Regions from separate parts of the Mus musculus genome. Here region 2 is linked to region 1. The links are chromatin contacts, called in public Hi-C maps. All regions are on one chromosome and are shown on one strand. The core of a region is the stretch at or near the end of the contact, and the rest is flanking DNA. Distances in the headings are between cores, read along the strand shown.

Region 1 (6,059 bases), core at 1,938-4,437:
GAGGAGGTATGTCACTGGGAGTGGGCCCACACCAGGCCCTGTGGTGCGCTCTCTCTCTCTCTCTCTCTCTCTCTCTCTCTCTCTCTCTCTCTCTCTGTGTGTGTGTGTGTGTGTGTGTGTGTGTGAGTCTCCTTGCCCCTGTCTCTCTGTCTCTCTCTCTCTCTCTGCCTGCTGCTGCCTGTGGATTAGGATGCAAAGCCCTCAGATACTGCTCCAGCCCAATGCCTGTCTATTTCCCCGCCATGATGCTAAGGGGATAACTCTGAAACATATCCCTCCCCTGCCCCCTCTCCTCCTACCTGATCCCTACGCCTAGTCTAAGAAGTATTATTTTATTTCTTCCCCCTGTGTAATCAGTTAGTTCCTTATCAAACTGTGTGCTGGGACAGGATAGGCACACACATTAATGAGTTGTTTTATGATCAGACACCAGGATATGACTAAGAACAGACTAACCTGCCCTTAAAGCATTACGACTGGGGGGGAGGAACTTAAAAGACAAAGGTTAAGGAGCCAACATCAAAGACACCTAAACAGCCTGTGAAAGAGCCTAGGAGAAAGCTTAGTCAAGGCTCTCTGCTCTCAAGTGTACAGGAAGCAATGGCACAGGGAAGGGATATTTGAAAGATGACAAAGGTCCTGAGTTACTGAGTCTACTGACGGGAAGGGACTTTATTTTCACATGTGCTGTTCACACCTTTGATTACACACGAACACACACACATCCTTACCAGACTTTCCCTGCTCTACTTTTAACATGAAACTGGAAGTCAGCGGTTAACCAACTGGCTCAGCAGCAAAGGGCAACACCAGAATTTAAACTGGCTCCCACTTACCCCTCAAAGCTTAGGGTTTACTTCTAGATCAAGTTTCAAAATTCAGCAAGACTGGACCCTGGGTTCCTAATGTGTGTGTGTGTGTGTGTGTGTGTGTGTGTGTGTGTGTGTTGGGGGGAGGGGTGGTAATCCTTAAAGGATAAAAAAAAAATCAATGTACATACAAAAAAAAGGAAGAGGGAAAGAAAGGAGGGGAGGCACAGAAGAAGAAATGAAGGTGAGGGAGGAGGGAAAGACAGAGAAAAGAAGGAGGGAGGCAGGAAAGGAAGAAGAATGGAGAAGAGAGGGGAGGGAGGAATGGGAGGAGGGGGGAGGAGAGAGGAGGAGGATTGGGGAAGAGGAGGGAGGAAGAGGGGGGAGGAGAGAGGAGGGGAGGGGAGGAGAAGGAAGGCAAGGAATGGGGAAGGAGAAGGAAGAGAGGGAGAGAAACAGCAGAAGGAGGGCTAGAATCTAAAACTATAGACCTTCTGCTGAGTGTGTAGGCTCGAGACTGAGTACCTGCAAAAGGCTAAGAATCTCTGCAAATCCCAGTCTAGAGACAGGGGAGTCCATGCCCAGCATAGCAGAAGTCAGTAAGTAAATACGATGGTCTCCACACAGTAGGCTTGGAAAGAGCCAGAAGCAGGGTAACCTCATGGCCTCTCCCTAAGAGCGCCTTAGCTGCCAACCATGGGGAGATACAGAGAAGCATGGTGTCTGTCTACACAAGCCACTAAGTCTGGTCTCCCACCATCAAGGACTGGGCCAGCCAGCCAGAGGCTTTCTAGACGGAGTCATACATCCCACTGGCCAGATATAAGCACAGGCTCCCACCTAGTGTACATTAATTTATTTAAAACAAAACACATACTACTGTCAATTTATGAAATTATATCTTAAAGCATTAGTTTTAGTGGGGAATAAATGGACACTTCCCTATCTTCTTCCCATATCCAAAAGGGTTCTTATGAATGGCAAATTTTAGAACCCACTGTCTTGGACTTGCAATATTGTTCTTGCTTGGAATCCAATGGCTTTGACCTTCACGGTACCTGAGCCAGGTGGCTAGCACACTTCCTGGTTCACTGTCCAGGACTCGGCTCTCAGGACTCCTGGGCTATTCTCCTTCCATAGAGTTCTGCATCCACTGCCTTCCAAATTTTTCTGTAGTTCTTCACTCTATTCATCAGGTTTCTGACCCGAGTCTTCCCGAAGTCCTCCACTCCATCAGGTCTCCGGTCTCACCACTGTGGTCAAGCACAATGCCCCACCTTCTACAGCCAATCTACCTTCTCTACTGCAGTCAGACACCTCAGCAGCACCAGAGGGGTGGGGGTGAGGGAAAAAGGAGCATGTGGTAGCCATAGAAACACCAGTTACCAGGTTACCTCATGCCCTGGTCTTCTTCAGCAGGCCTTCCAGCTTAGTAACAGTTGTTTTGGTTTTTTTTTTTTTTCCCCTTGTCCTCCGCTACCTCCATTTCTCATCATCCTCAGCCATCGTTTTAAAACTTCATCCACGGACTCGACCAATCTTTCATCTATTGTAACATTTGCTGAATAAGCACAAGGAGTACTTACTCCCACCACTGAATCTCACCAAACATTTATGCCAGTAGACAAGAACACATCCATCTGGGGTTGGAAGATGATCAGAATAAAGCCACTTAGGTAACAGGAACCAAACAAGGAAAGAGATGACCCACTTTGTTCTTGTCTACTTGTGCATCCTTCAAATGTCTTATTGAAATAGAATTCCTATAATATGGATTGATCCTTTGAAAGGAGACAGACAGTTCAGAGCTGAGGCATACACAAGCTCCATATTGGAGCACTTGATCTAGCAGCAAAGGATCCAGGGCTCAATCCTCAGCATCATAAAAAAAAGATTAAGCATCAGCGGTATATAATATGTTCACCACACATTTCCACTGCCCTGTAATAGTTAAGCCTTGTTACCAACTGATTCGACTGAGAATCACTAGGCAGACAAGTTCTGCCTGTCTCTGTGAGTTGTTTCCAGAAAAGTTTAACTAGAAAGGGAAGCCTATCCCTGAATGGGCACAGAATTATCCCATGGACTGGGATCCAGGACTGAGTTAAAAGGAAAAAGTGAGCCAACCGCCTGTGTTCACGTCTCCGTCCAGTCTGCAGATCAAGGAAACCAGCTCCTTATGCTCCTAAAAGCCATGACTCCCCCATAACGGACTGCACCCTCAAACTGTAAGTCATGTGGTCACCACAACAGGAAACTTAATTAATACAAACCCCCCAAAGAAAACTTGGGCCATTAAAAAGTCCCTCTTACCTACTCCCCCTGCCCTCGGGAAGGAGGACTCTGCTTCCTGTCTCTGTGGATTCACCTCTTTGGGTGTTTCCTGCCAGTGAAGTCAAATGCACTTCCTGCCATGTTTCACTGGTTGGTCAGTGTGTCTGTCTATCTGCCTGAGTATGCTTCCCCCTCCACCCTCCCTCTCATGTTTTTGGATCACAGTCCATATCTATTCCTGAGACCACGAGGCTCTTTCCTGCCTCTAGCCCACTCCCTAAGCTGGGCTCAGTTTAGACCTGTGAAAAACTATCTCATCTTCTAAAATAAACAAGTGCATATTTCCTTTGATTCTTCCTCCTAATGCCAAGAACACCTTCCTTCCTTTGTAGCGTCTGAGTCTACAAACATGTCTTCTATATGACCCAGCTGTACCATTCCTGGGTATTTCCCCGTAAGATTCCCAACCAACATATCACAGATATCCTCACATATCAGTGTTTCCTGCAGTACTGTGCACAATACCTAAGTTATGGAATCAACCTAGGAGCCTAACAGCAGAAGAACAGATAGAAAAAATATGTGGTTTGTACACACAATGGAATTTTCACCCATAAAGAAGAGCAAAGTTCGTGGAAAAATGGATACACCTGGAGGCAATATTAAGCAAGTTTCAAAAAGACAAAGTTAGTATGCTTTTTCTCACATGTGGTTCCTGAACTGTATGTAGGCACAAAATACATATATATGACATTAAGGGCAAAACCAATAATAATAGTAATAATAATAACAGTAAAATTCTCTCTCCTATGCCCCTAGTCAAATGATGTGGGTGGCCTTAAGCAATGTGTGACTTGGCCTGCTGTGCCCCTCCTCTCCCTCTCTCCCCTCCCTCTGTCTCTCTCTCTCTCTGTCTCTCTCTCTCTCTCTCTCTCTCTCTCTCGTAACAGGGATTGGAAGTCATTTATCTCATAGCTCTTTCATGAAGAGCAAGTGAATATCCTAGGTTCCTAACATGTCCATGTTAGGCATGCTATAAGGGTTCAATACTATGAGCACACCGTTAGGATTAAATCCCACAAACCCCTTGGTCCTGCTTGCTCAGGCAGCCCCAGACCTCTCTGGACACTGGCACATTCCCACAACACTGCCTGCCTTCTGGCTCAATTTGTAAGTGTAAGACTTTTTCAAAATGCCAACACTTCCTTAATAAAACCTTTCCAAGGGTACCATTCACCCTTCGAGCTCTGACTGCAAGCGGATACTGGAAGACTACGCAGGAATATGGGGGCTGAGGAGGGCATTCCTAGGAGGATTTGAATATAGAATGCCCCAAATTTTCCCATCCCATTACAGGACCCCACAGTTTCTCCTCAAAACCCCTGCAACAGTCTTCCTCAAACCTTATTCCTGCTCTGCCCCCTTTTAACCCTGTGACCAGAAGAGCTATCAGAAATCCAAATCTAGGTAGAATGCATACCTAGCACACACAAAGTCCTGAGTTTCAATCCCCAGCAACAAATAAATCTGGCAGAGTAATGCCATCCCATCCTTGGGATGTGGAAGAAGGGAAGTCCGAAGGTCAAGGTCATCCACAGCTTGCAGACTAAACTACACAGTGAGTTCAAGGTCATCTGGGCTACCCAAGACCCAGTTCACATTTGTTTTGTTTTCTTTTTGCTGGTACTGTCTGCATGTGTTAGGCAAATACTTTATCACTGAGATACACCTCCAGCCCAAATTCCAGTTAGAATTAAGAAAGTTAAGTAGGTAAGACAGTTCTGGAAGAGCAAACGCTGCAGACTGGCCTCTGGCCTCCAGGTGCACTTGCACATGTGCATCTTAAATGAGTTGGAGAGCGCTCCCTCGCACATGTGCGAGCACACACACGCAACATATTGCAGCCTCAGATAGTTTAACAATCTAGTAATAAAGACAGAGAGAACTTGTGATTGCTACCTACCTCCCACAGCTGCTCAGGCTCCTATGGTTGATGCCTCTGGCTCTCCTACCTGCTCCTTGGCAAATCTGGGACAAAATATTTCTCTAGTCTCAGTTTTGGCATCTATAAAACCAGAAGAGCCGTACCTTTTGACTTTTAACCGGTTTTGATTGGCAGCTAGTAGTTAAAGTCTGTGTAAAGGGTGTGTATCTTCGGCTAGTGTGGCCCAGCTGCTTTGGAATCATCTCATCTCTGCTCCCAGAGTCAGGAGACTGTTTATCATGGGCCCTGCCCTGGCTGTGAGTAGGGTGCCCAGGCCTGCCGCCACAAAAGCCCCTCTGTAAATGTAGAGATGCCACACACACCCCCCAGGCTGTTCCTCAGTTGGAATCCAAGACTTTCAAAGCAAGAAGTCATACTGGTATCTATCATGTGGCCCAACTTGCCCACTGTGGCAGAACAGTGTGGTAGAGAACACAGCAGCCCCAGGGGTCATATGATGTCTCACTTAAGTCTTAAGACCTAATCAAGACAGCCCTGGGTTACCCATGGCCACACAGATGTTCTGTGGCTTCCAGTGCCCCCTGGTCACAGCTACTGTGAGCCACCACCCTGCCCTTTTTTCTCATTTCTACTTCCGCCCCTCCTCTACCCACACTTTCTTTTCTGTCTTCTGATTGGTGGCTCCCATGTTTCCAGAGAAAACATGGCCCTCCACAAAGAGGACCAGAGCTGGCTGTGCTCTGCCTGGAATCAGTTTCACAGAGCAGGGGTGATCCTGGAGCTTGCCACAGCCCACTTGGGGACCTTTACAGGACAGGACTCCTCTATGACCAGAAGTTATATTCTTCATACTTTGGAGGAGGGGTGCTCAGTATTTTGAGTGCTAAGGCTCAAAAGGCCCCCATGAGTCTGGCTGTGGAAGGCCAAGCCATAGCCCTCAAAGTCAAAGACAAAAAGGTCCACACAGCTCAACTGTCCCAGTCCACCTGCTTGCTCTAAGTCCCCAGTAGGGACATTTTAGTTTCTGTCCC
Region 2 (6,059 bases), core at 1,294-3,793, 540 kb before region 1:
GACGACTGTAAGTCCAAGTGTTTCATGCAAGTGCCCTGTGCTAACTAGGCAAATTTGAAGAGACAGATTCTACCATTGAGAAGGATGTTTGCTTAAAGCAAACAAACCAGGACACAAAAACAAATAAAGGAAGGGCTTAAAAAGCAAGGCATGTGGCGAGATCTTATACTGAAAATAGAAAAGCAAACCCATTCGCAAAAATAGGACATCTACGGCTCTGCAAAGAATTTCCACAACGATTTTGACTTGTACTTTCTACCAGCATGATCCAGGACTACTGTGAAAAAGCCAAGGTTACTTAGTGCTCACTAATTCACTGCTACTTTTAGAGAACTGAAATTAAAACTGGATTCTCTTAGCATAAGCATTATAAATAGGTTCTTTTCTTCTCTACAACACCACTATTGACCTAAGAATGATACAAAATAATCCAGAAAGAGCAAGACTCAAAACAGATTAAAACAGATTAAAAGAACAGGGACTGCAAAACCCACAGTTATAAAAAAACAAAAAAAAAAAACAAAAACAAACCACTGTCTCAGACAAAAACAACTTGCAAATTTGATAAACCAGGTTAGACTTAAGATCAACTGAATTTAAAGCAGGAATTAATCTAAACTATAACATTTCTGCCATTTCAAAAGCAAAAAATGTAAGAAACTTTTCTAAAACTGTTTCCTTAGCAATTGGGAGCCTAAACTCCACAAACTATCCACAAAGAACATTAAGTCCTTACATGGCCTAGTCCTACATGTGCCTTTCAGAATAACACTATAAAAATTCTAATAAAAGGCAAATTATAAAGAGAAATTAAAGTATTACTTCAAAGCAAGACTCAATTCATACCATTTGAAACAAAGAACCCTACACAATTAAATGTATCCTTCCCAAGGACTACACTTGCCCAAACAAACTATTCTGTTTTGAGTACTTAAATTATTCTAATATAAATCACCCCAACTGCAAATTTTACATGAGCAAAACACTATCGCTTTTTGAGTTAAGAAACATTTTGTTTGTTTCTCCGCCAGGCTTGGTGGCACATTACTTAATCCCAAGCACTGGGGAGTCAGAGGTAGTAGATATCTCTTTTGAGTTCAAGGCCAGCCTGGTCTACATATTTAGGTCCAGGACAGCCAGACTTACAAGTGAGACCCTGTCTCAAAACAAAACAACACCCCCCTCCCCAACAAATCCAACAACAAAAGGCTAACACTGTGCTTTACAGCTTAATTAATAAAATTCTCTCTCACACACACTCCTCTGCACGAGGCAAAACGTTTATTGCATAACTCACATTTATAGTAAACGTAGAACGCTCAATTTATAAGTAAAAACAACGATCAACTAACTTGTTTTCGCATTATCTACTCATTTTAACATTCGGCGTCTAAAACAATAAAACAGTACTTACATTTCTGTTGAATTTGGTGAAGGAATGGTGCATATAAAACCTGTGCATATAAACAATCGCAGTGTTTATTGTAAGCTGAGAGCTGGGATGCAACGTTTAGAAAATAATCTAAGCAAAATGTTTCCAAAAACTAAATCAATTTGAATGGAAAAATCCCCTTTCCATTTACTCAAATCCAATCCTCAACCTGAAAGTATGCAGAAAGTCTGCGGGGAGAAGAGAAATCAGTCTGGATGCCAAATTATTCTAATACGCTACGTAGGGAGAGCCCAGGAATTATTTGCAATTAGGTTACAGCTTAGTACAGTAGAAATAAAGTAGTCGAAAGGCGCGCGCCACACACCCAAAGAACATGAAACATCTACGTGCGTTCCCCCGGCGCAACAGAGCCGCCCTGGAGCCGGCACGGAAGCCTCGGAAAACACTTTCCGTGGAACATCTGCGACCTCTCTACGTCTCAAGGCCTTTTCTGACTTCCGAAAGTGGAAGGGGCCGCCCCTTGGCTTTGCTCATCCCGGATTCCTCCTCTCTCGCCAGGGAAGCACTGCTATTCCCTCCCGCATCACGCGCTCCCAAACACAGGTTATACAACGCGGGCTCCCGGCCCGCCTTCCCCGGCACATCTCCTCTTTCTCCGGCTCGCCACGGCAGCTCGGGCCCTAGCTTTCTCTGTGTCTTTCCCGAGATCAAAAGACGGCAAAGGGAGCGGCGCCATGTTCCCGGGACACTAGGCCCGGTCACCCGGCGAGCGCGACCAGGGCGTGTGGGACGCAGGGCCGCAACTAGAAAAAGGATACACATTGAGACGTTGCCCCATGTCCTGGATGAGGTTGGCCGCCTGCTGGCGATGCGACAGCTCTTCATCCGCTTCCACTCCGCAGCGGCGGCTCGGCGTGTTCTCCAGCTGTTCCCGAGTAAAGAACCAGCGAGAAGAAGCTCCACGGCCCGACGCCATGACACTTCCTCCTCCGCCCGCGCCCTGAGCCCGCCCCCTCCCCGCCTGCCTCCGGGACTCCGCGCCAATGTGTCGAGGCCCCGCCCCAATGTGCTCTCCGTAGGGTGGGCCACGCCTTTTCCGGGCCTGCTGCTACCCACGCGCACGCGCAGGGACCCGCCCTGCCGGCTCGCGCTGGTCTTTTGCTTTCTCTTTCCGGCCTCCCTCCCCTTTCTCTCTCTCGGACCCGCGGGACCACAATGCTCTGCGCCTCTTGTCATTGGGAGACGCCGTAAAGTGGGGGTCACTCGGAAAGAAAAGGTCGACGCGGTGCATGCTGGATCTGGGAGGGGCTAAGGGGAAGGGGCGGGGCGAACAGGGAAGAGGTCCTGAGGCTGCCTAATAGGGCTTGGACGTTAGCTTTCAACTAAACGGTTTATTTTGTGGTCTGTGAGTTTGCGGGTGCGTTAAAGTCAGAAAAGGCTTTTCTAGTCTCGGCTTCGTGCTGTAGCTTCCATTTTCTTACATGTTGGTGGGTGTATTTTCTTAGCTTTGTTGACTCCTGTGTCCACGAATGGCTACCCTCCGGAGGAGTTAGCTAGGAAAGAACGCTAATTCTAGCAGTGAACTAACAGTGTCTTCTGGGTTTTTTGGTTTTGTTTTTTAAATCGCTAGTAGATGTTGGGGAGCATGCGCCTTTAAAACGTTACTTTAAACCTAAAGCCACTCAAGGGGTATGGGTTGTTTTAAAACGATGTGCCATGTGTCCCAGACTGGCTTTGTGTTCACTCTTGTAGCCAAGAATGACCTTGGATTTACTGTCCTCTTGCTTCCCCCTCGGAAGTGCTGGGATTACAAGGCCAGTGGCATCACTCTGCAGATATCTTTCTTATTAAGTTACCTGTCAAACAATATGAAGTTAATAATTGGAGGTCATGACTCTCTAGGCCTTCCATCCAGATGGGGTGTATGGTTTTGAAGGTCTGTGTGGTTTCTGCGGGTTGAGATTGGGGGATGGTTGGGGAGAAGCAGAACGCTGTAACTCAGGTTGTCCAGAAACAAAGTGCAGGGATTATAGGCTGGTGTGCCGCATCTTGGTTGAAGTGCTGGAGCAGAGGGCCTTAGGCATACTAGGCCAACAGTCTAACAAATGAGTGCAAGAGAAGCTAAGAAAAAAATTGTTTAGGATTTTATAAAGTAAGGTCTCTTATAACTGATGATTTATTTCCATCTTTTTGTAAGGAAGCACCACTCATTTGTTTACATGTTATCTGCCTCTGAGTTAATGCCTATTGTATATGACCAAATTACACTTTAGTTTTTAAGTATTTTCTGAAGACTGCAGTCAGTTATCGAAAACTGGCTTTTAAAAAGCCAACGAGGGCTGTTGAAATGGCCGACCAGCTAAAGGCAACGCTGCCAAGCCGGACAACTTGAGTTCACTCCCCACCTATATGGTAGAGGGAAAGACCCAAATGCTACAAATTGTCCTCTAACCTTCACACGTGCTCAGTGGCACACATGCGTGTGCACACTCATGCACAATAAACAGCTGTAAAGAAAATGACCCTATCTAAAAATTCCTTAAAATGAAAATAAATAAAAGGGCTAGTGTGTTTGTGATTAAAACTTGAGGCTTTCATTTGTCAGGATTTGGGGGTTCCTGCCTCAGCCTACTGCCTGCTCTATTGTGCTATGCTAGTGTTTTGATTATTGTAGGTGGTTATTGTGAACAGCCACCTAAATAATACCTTGTTATAGATATAACAAGATCTCTCATCTTGTTACCTAGATGTTCCTAGATTGATTTAAAGTAACATTCTATAAGTGCCTTTCTACAACACTCAGTCCTAATGATAAAAAAGAGAAAAGTAGAAATGGAGGAGAGCTTTTCAACTTTATAACATCTACAGAAGACAACAGCCAGCATGGCACTTGATGTTAAGGTGGCTTCCATATAAGATTAAGGACAAGGCAAGTCTGTGCCCTCTCTGTTGACTCCTTTCAATATTGTACGAAGTGTCTTATATAATACAATACAAAAGAAACACACAGTAAGCAGATCTGTCCTTTCTGTTTTCTTCAGTTGTGCATGTTGCGGCAGGGCACATGTTGCTGCGGGCATGCCAAAGCACATATGTACAGGTTGGAAGTTGACTTGAGGACTCTTCTCACCTACCACGTGGACCATGGGGATTGAACTAAGATCATCAGTCTTGGTGGCAGTCACTTTTATCCACTGAGCATTGAAGCTTCACTCCTTCTTTACATTTTAAACACGTCTTCATTGTATGCTTGAGTGCCTGCATGTATGAATGTGCACTACATGTAAGCATGGTGCCCACAGTGGTGCCAGATTTCCTGCGGCCTGAGTCCTGAGCTGCTACATAATGGGTGCTGGGGTCTAAACCTTGGGTCCTCCGAAAGAGCTGAAAATGCTTGGAGCTTTTGAGCCACATCTTTCCAGCCCCAGCTTGCATTCCTTTTTGATACAACTGACCTTGGCTTTCCGTAGCACTTCTATAATTGGCTTCACATGATCTTGTCACTGTACCCTAAGACTCTCTACCTTCTCATGTCCATCCACAGTAGTCTTCCTTGCCCTGACCTCTCCTGCCACAAGGCTTAAATATCTACTATTCTGCTAGGAACAAAATTTGACAGCTTCCTATAAGATTTAATATAAATGTTTCACTACAGCCTACTGACCAGGCCACATTTCTGGCTTCCTCTCCTTCCACGCTTGCTTGCCCATAATCTCCAGCTACTATCGCACCCCAGCCTCAGCAGCTTTGTACTGTTGCCATGCACGAAGTCTCTTCATGGCCAGCCAATCTCATTTAGTCTCAAAGTCCTCTTTAGAGAGGCTTTCTTTGGCTCTACAAATGAACATTTTACTTCCCATCTGTCTCCTAGTTGCCATCACATCTTTAATGTCTTGAAGGTATCCAGTAATAGAATAATTCCCTCTGTCCTGTTCCTTCTCTTATTCCATATTCTCCTTCCTCCTCCTTAAAGCTTCTTACTTCTCAAATTGCAGAAAAGAAATCTCACCCCTTTTGTTTACAGCTGTAGCCCCAGTGTCTTGATCATCCTGCCTCTCTGGCACGTGGAAGAAAGTTCTTGTCAAGATGAATATGAGCTGGGTAGTGGTGCCGCACACCTTTAATCCCAGCACTTGGGAGGCAGAGGCAGGCGGATTTCTGAGTTCGAGGCCAGCCTGGTCTACAGAGTGAGTTCTAGGACAGCCAGGGCTATACAGAGAAACCCTGTCTTGAAAAAAAAAAAGATGAATATGAACATTTACTATGTTTCTCGAAGTTTTGGGGTGCTCCACTGGGGTGCTCCATGTTACCTGGGAAATTGCAATCCATCCACAGGCTTCTTAGTGTCACTAATAAAAAAATGTAAAAGACTCAGAAGAAAGTTCAAGGACAGCTTCATTAGAATTTAAAAAGAAAGAAAAAAAAATCCCAGGGTCAGCAAGCTATAAACCTTGGCATCTACCTGGAGGAGGAAGATAGAGAGGAGAAAGAAAAAGCCATGCTGTAAGCTAACAGGATGAGGAATTGTGTGTGTGTGTGTGTGTGTGTGTGTGTGTGTGTGTGTGTGTGTGTGCGCGTGCGTGCATGTTTGTAAGCATGTATTAGAATTTAGGATTTGGCAAGTATTAGAAGCAAAAAGAAAAGGGAAAGTATGCTTTTTGACTGA

Evidence for each region. Hi-C and Micro-C count contacts between places; a contact is called where the count stands out from the background.
Region 2: a contact with region 1 is called in a Hi-C map of regulatory T cells, with 7 times the contacts expected there. The contact joins the promoter of 2900009J06Rik here to the enhancer-like site in region 1. A contact is called at or near these places in 2 of 39 promoter capture datasets (hippocampal neurons and pre-B cells), 8 of 484 Hi-C or Micro-C datasets (B cells, CD8 T cells, Th1 cells and 5 more), 2 of 115 datasets of contacts at active chromatin or transcription factors (extraembryonic endoderm stem cells and microglia) and 2 of 9 other capture datasets (liver and macrophages).

The regions. Positions count from the first base shown.
Region 1 is chr1:127,227,854-127,233,912 of GRCm38.p6, reverse strand. All of the region lies in intron 1 of Mgat5 (mannoside acetylglucosaminyltransferase 5), which reads right to left. Among named protein-coding and RNA genes, the nearest start is that of Mgat5, 26 kb to the right of the region's middle. Within about 2 kb of position 3,187, at least 44 of the 459 cell types and tissues checked have an H3K27ac peak or open chromatin away from gene starts, as enhancers often do. A contact at or near this core is called in CD8 T cells, hematopoietic stem and progenitor cells, pre-B cells and 1 more, where this site is marked.
Region 2 is chr1:127,770,538-127,776,596 of GRCm38.p6, reverse strand. It overlaps 2900009J06Rik (RIKEN cDNA 2900009J06 gene), which reads left to right and starts at 2,543. Exons shown (of 2, transcript NR_045298.1): 1 at 2,543-2,669. It overlaps Ccnt2 (cyclin T2), which reads right to left and starts at 2,433. Exons shown (of 9, transcript NM_028399.1): 1 at 2,212-2,433; 2 at 1,415-1,496. The coding sequence starts at 2,369.